Regions from separate parts of the Anas platyrhynchos genome. Here region 2 is linked to region 1. A link is a contact called in public Hi-C data. All regions are on one chromosome and are shown on one strand. The core of a region is the stretch at or near the end of the contact, and the rest is flanking DNA. Distances in the headings are between cores, read along the strand shown.

Evidence for each region. A called contact is a pair of places that touch in the nucleus more often than the background predicts.
Region 2: a Hi-C map of skeletal muscle shows a contact between it and region 1, with 4 times the contacts expected there. The contact joins the enhancer-like site here to the promoter of FAM13A in region 1. A contact is called at or near these places in 2 of 8 Hi-C or Micro-C datasets (liver and skeletal muscle).

What each region holds. Positions count from the first base shown.
Region 1 is chr4:14,781,142-14,783,963 of IASCAAS_PekinDuck_T2T, forward strand. It overlaps FAM13A (family with sequence similarity 13 member A), which reads left to right and starts at 1,484. Exons shown (of 22, transcript XM_072037046.1): 1 at 1,484-1,614. The coding sequence starts at 1,588.
Region 2 is chr4:14,891,272-14,894,093 of IASCAAS_PekinDuck_T2T, forward strand. It overlaps FAM13A (family with sequence similarity 13 member A), which reads left to right. Exons shown (of 22, transcript XM_072037046.1): 14 at 1-36; 15 at 1,101-1,182; 16 at 1,325-1,545. Among named protein-coding and RNA genes, the nearest start is that of PYURF, 64 kb to the right of the region's middle. Within about 2 kb of position 1,375, at least 4 of the 8 cell types and tissues checked have an H3K27ac peak or open chromatin away from gene starts, as enhancers often do.

The sequences.
Region 1 (2,822 bases), core at 234-2,733:
TCTCAGAGAGTGTCAGTTGTGTCAGTTTCTCATCACTTTCTGTCCAGGTTACAGTTTGAAGCATGTCATTGTGTTTTCCTGAGGAGCTGTGATTCGGCCTAAGAACATAGCTTTGTGTGATTTATGTGAAAAGCATGTTAGTGGCTTACAGTAGAGAGGGTGATGGTGGAGGAGGAGGATGTTGCATCAACTCTGAGTCTCACAGTATAGGAAGCAGGAAACTTAGAAAATGCTAAGAGACTTAGAAAATGCCAAAGCCAAAGTCTAACTTTCTGCTATTCAAAGTGGGAAAGTAATCATTTTGGGTCAGGTTGGTTTAACTGAGCTTAGACAGGAAACAGAAACCGAGTATGAAGGAAATTCTGATTAAAACACCTAATAAAAATACATTATGAATGAAAGTTGAAATCTGCAGGTAACGTTTTCCATCTGACACATAGTTCAGTCCCTTCCCATCTGCCTCCAGGAAAATGTTCTTTTTCCTCATTTTTTCTCTAGCTGTACAGCCTGCCTTTTCTTCCCATACCAGACGCAGGTACTTCTGAGAGGCAGACTTTCCAAAGACCTTGTCTTCTACTCACATGCTAAGGCACTGCCGAGTAACACTTGCACCTGAAAGGATACAGAAATAAGTATGTGTATGTGCTTCTCTTCCACCAAAAAAAAAAAAAAAAAAAAAAAAAAAAAAAAAAAGCGTGAAACGTTGAAACCCTGCAACTCTACAGTGCAATTTTGAAACATGCTTTCATGCTTTTCTTTAATTTTTTAGTACCAGCCCTGCTTCCAGCCTGAGGTGAGACAGGGTGGTACGCTGGGGAATTAATTCTTCTTCCTGCTGCTGGCACGTGGACTCTTTGTATGATGTGACTGCTGGCAGTCGCAAGCACTGTGGGTTTTTTCCACCCCTTTTTGCCTTATCCTTTCTCTCCTTTCACTGCTGTATCCCTAGATGGAAAACCAGGGGGTTGAGGGGCATAGGTGGGTGGGGTGGGGTGATGATTAAGTCCAGCATTCCACACTTTTTACGTTCAGGCCCAATATTGTACCACGTAGCACTGGCACTAACAAGCAGAGTGCTGGTTATAGCACTGGATTCTCCCTTGGCAAAGGAGTATATTTTGCAAGGCTGACTTCACATCGTGGCAAAGGAGTATGCGTCCTGCACAGCCTTCACATCACGCTGCTCGGCTTTGTTAACCTGTAGGTGCGTGAGGACCACAAGCAGTCGTGACCTACACACCGCACACACTCCCTAACACCACAAAGGGCCCCGCTGCTTTTCCTTCCACTCCACAAAGAGGATTTTGGGGCACCAAAACGCGCTGAGCCTTGCCTCTCCCCGCACTGCTCCCCGCTCAGCCGGGGACGACGGAGGGGTCCCCCTAAAGCCCAAGACCCCCTCGGCTGCTCTCTGGGGGGGGCCATGCAGCAGCGTGAGGAGCAGGGGGCAGGCTCTGCTCCCCCCCGGGCTGCGGGGGCAGAGGCAGGGGCGGGCCGGCGGGGCGGGCCGGCGGCTCGGAGGGGGCTGCCGGGCCCAGCGGAGGCGGGCGGGCTGCGGGAGCCGGGCCCGGCCGGCGGGCAGGCAGCATGGGGGCCGGGGCGCTGGCCATCTGCGTGAGTGGGGCGGCTCGGGGATGGGGACGGGGATGGGGACGGGGAGAGGCTGCGGATCGCGGCCGGGACGGGGAGAACGGGAGCAGTCGCGGTGGGGGGGTGGCCGCCTGTAAAACTGGGCTGGGTGAGCTGCAAACGCGCCGTCCCGGGCTGCTTTTGTGCTGTGAGGGCTGCTTTTGTAAGTTTCTGCGGTCAGTTATGGCCAGTTACATGCTTTGACAACTTTTCCTCTTATAGCATCAAGTCTTCCTCGCCGAAAGTCGCCTAACAGTGAATGCTCAGAGCTGTTGCGAGGAGGCGCTTTGATTTTGATTCAGCATATATCTGAAATAACTACCCTTAATTTTTTCTCCTTGGTTAACATATCCCTTCCAGATCCCAAAAGGAGCCTAACAATTTACCCCTCTGTTCCTGCAGGCGCGGGAAACGTCTCTCGGTTGTCTTGCAGATGTAAATTATGAGTTTGAGCAAGGAATTTCAGCTCTGTGTTTTGAGTGCTAAAATGGCAACAGGCCGGAGCCCTTCGCTTGAGCAAGACTTTTTGTGGGGGTAACTGGAGGCCTTTTCTAAGCAAAAAGTTCCCTAAGCACCACGGCTGCCTGTAAACTGCTCGGGATTTTTGCTGTTTTGTGAACCGAACCCAAGCTACGTAGCTTTTTCTTTGGCATGTATCCGCCTGAAGTGAAAATTGTATATTGCCCATTTAACCCACAACGGAAACATCTCTTTTAAAAAGAGATACGTGACGAGGTACTTTAACAAGTCGGTCAAATTACAGTTCAGTAATTTACACATGTGGTGTTTGCTGTAAAGAATTAAAAAGGTGTTCACTGTAGTGCTGGTTTTATTTATATATTGTAATGATGTTTCACGAATAAAAAACATATTTATACAAGTAATGTGTTTCATAAAGATCAGATAAGTGTTGCGTACTACCTGGAACTATAGAACCCACGTGTACTCCAGGAATATATTTTTAATGGGAAAGGTACAGCAGAGTAGAAGAAATGAACTGCCAGATATCTGGATGGACAGTTGGGCATAATAGCAACCCTGTTCAGATTTTTAGGTTCATTACAAACTGCAGTAAGAATGTCATGTCATCAATGAAGAAGTTTTAAGTATTTGTTTAAAAACAAACAAACAAACAAACAAACAAAAAACTATACACTTTGTCCTTTTGCAGTCAAGCGCCAAGACCCAGGCAA
Region 2 (2,822 bases), core at 125-2,624, 110 kb after region 1:
TTTGAGGAAAAATTTGAAGAGGAAAGGAAATACCGAGTGAGTCTCCAGAAGCATTTGTAAGGAAAGGCAGGAGGTAGCTGGAAAGGGAAAGGACATCAGGGAAGTCGGTCAAACTTATACAGAGAGCTTGCAAGTGTTTAAAAAATAAATAAAAGAAGAAAAAAATGCTGCTTCCCCAAAATAGAAATGTGCATCCATACCATGCAGATTACCTTTCCAAGCATTTTTTGTACTACCAGTGCAGCACAAGAGGTAGTCTAACAAACTCATAGGATTTTGATCACTGATTTAGGCAGTATGCAAAAAGCACGCATTGGGTGTGTAGGAATAGCTATGTTAAACTTTTTGTTTGTTTGTGTATTCAAGTTCAGCTTATGGTAAGAACACTTGTGCATCCCATTTGCATGATGGTAACCCAAGGACACCAGCACATTGCAGAGGAGAGGAGAGCAGCCTTCTTTGCTCCTGAGCAAGGAACCATAGCCAAGTGCTGCTAAGCAGTAGCAGTGTACTGTACTCTAATTAGTCCTGACATGCCCTTCTGATGAACAGAAAGGTTTTTTAAGGAACTGAAGCTTCATATGTGTGCATCTTCATTGGTGATCTAAACCACAGAGGGCAGTACTGAAGGGATCTTGCCTGCAGTAGAAAAGTCTGGATGAAATGTCCAGAGGTTGCTGCAGCCTAGCATTTGGGTTATTTCAGTGTTTTTGGATGGTAGGTAGCTTTCAGTGTGGATACATACATCCTGATTTTTCTCAAACTGTTTGTGGTAGGTTTCCCATATTTTGGAGTTGCCGTCTTGTTAGGAAAAAATAGGCAGAAGAACTTCAGTGTGCATCTGGCCCTCCAAGGCACTCCTACAACATAATGTTTGGATTTTGTTTTCTTAAAATAAATATATCTCATGATTCCCGAAGAGCCAATGTTTTGACAGGCAGGGCAGTCAAAGCAAAATCAGAACTGAATTGATCAGAGGCATGCAGGAACCAGTCAGAAGCCTGTGCCCATGCTCTGTGCTGCTGTGACATACACTTGTTTCAGTGGGTCTCTCCTGTTGGTTTAACACAGATTCAACATGACTGTTTTTTTCCTCTCAGCCTTCCCACAGTGACAAAGCAGCCAACCCTGAAGTGCTCAAATGGACAAATGATTTGGCCAAATTCCGAAAACAACTTAAAGGTGAGCAGCCACCATTGGTGTACCTTCTGGGGGCAGGTGGACTTTGCCTTGTTTAAATTTGATGTTGGGCAGTGTTTCTGTCACTGTCACATTTTAAAAAAAGAAAAAATACTCCTCTTATGCCCCATATGTCCCTGCTTAGAATCAAAACTGAAGATATCAGAGGAAGACCTTGGCCCTGTGGTGCGTCAACGGAGCAACACTCTCCCCAAGAGCTTCGGTTCTCAGCTTGAAAAGGAAGATGACAAGAAGCAAGACCTGTCAGATAAATCTGCCAAGCCTGCCGTGGAAGTGACCCTTGATTCTATCCAGAAGAAGCTTCAGGAAAAACGAGCAGAGACAAACCGACCTGAGGATATAAAGGTAAAATATATTCAATTCAAATTTAGGCCTTTAAGTACAAGTGTGCAGCTCATGGTTGCATGGACCCTTGTGAAAACCTTGTGTTCTTTCACATTTTGTCACAAAGTCTACAGGCTTTACTCCTGGCTCAACTCACTTGATTTAGTTTATTTCCCTCTATGTTTGGTGTCTGTGATTTTTTTTTTATTTTATTTTATTTTATTTTTTAAACAGAGCTCTGTTTCTACTGAATGGTATTGTTTGTTCTTTTCTAATTCTCACAGATTCCAAGTAACAGTTCTGAATTCCTGCAGTATTTCCTGCTTTGCATTTCACTGTTTCTGTCTTTATTTGCTTTTGGAAAATTCTGAGTCTTCCAGTGATTCTGGAGATTAATTCATCTATTTTCTTCTCGCCAAAGATGAATGCTCTTGTCTCGGGGCATTTTATCAGAGCATTTCTGAGTGTCATGTTAAGCTCAGTTAGTTTCTGTATCAGCAGAGAGGTCTTTTTGTCTGATGTTGTTAGTTCCTGAGTTTTGGGTAGCCTTGTAAATGAAGCCCTTGAGTCCTCTGATGTGTGAATTGTGCAGTACTCTGTAAGAGAGGGGCAGACAGTATTATCTTTGTTTACTAGATTTGCAGAAGTGTTTGGCAGTTTTCTGAAGGCAGCAAGAATACAGTCTTGACCTTTTAAAGAAGGCATATGATAGTATTTGGTGCAGTGGTAGAGAAGGCAAGTTCAGTGGGGAAGCTCTGGCAAACTTAGGAAAGTCTCTTCCAACTGTCTGCCCTTTTTTTTGGCTTGGTCCCTTCAGCCTGTCTGCTGGAGCTTTTCACTTCATAGCAGAATTGGCAGAAGGAGATGGTCTGACTGCACTTTAGTTCTCAGCTAAGTGTGTTTGTGGCAGTCAAAGCAATGATGGCAAGCTTTGCAAGAGGTTTTCTGGAGCTTGTCTCGGATTTGGAAGACAAGAAGGAACATGCATTTTGTTGCTGGACTTACAACTCGGATCACTGTAAGTGAAAAACAGCCACCGTCATTAAAAGTTGCTTAGCTTTGGTTGTTCAAAGCATGCTGAGAATCAATAAATCCCCATTATGTACATACAATGCTTTCATATACAAAGGTTATTTGGGTTTTACTTGCTTGTGTTGTGTATATGGCTCTGTGCATGGTAAGTTGTTTCAGTAATATAGTTGGAAAAGGGTGTGGGGGGGGACTAGAAAGCAAAGATGAGTCTTCAAAACATTAATGAAAAAATGCCAGGACATTTATTAGGCCACAAATGTGTATGG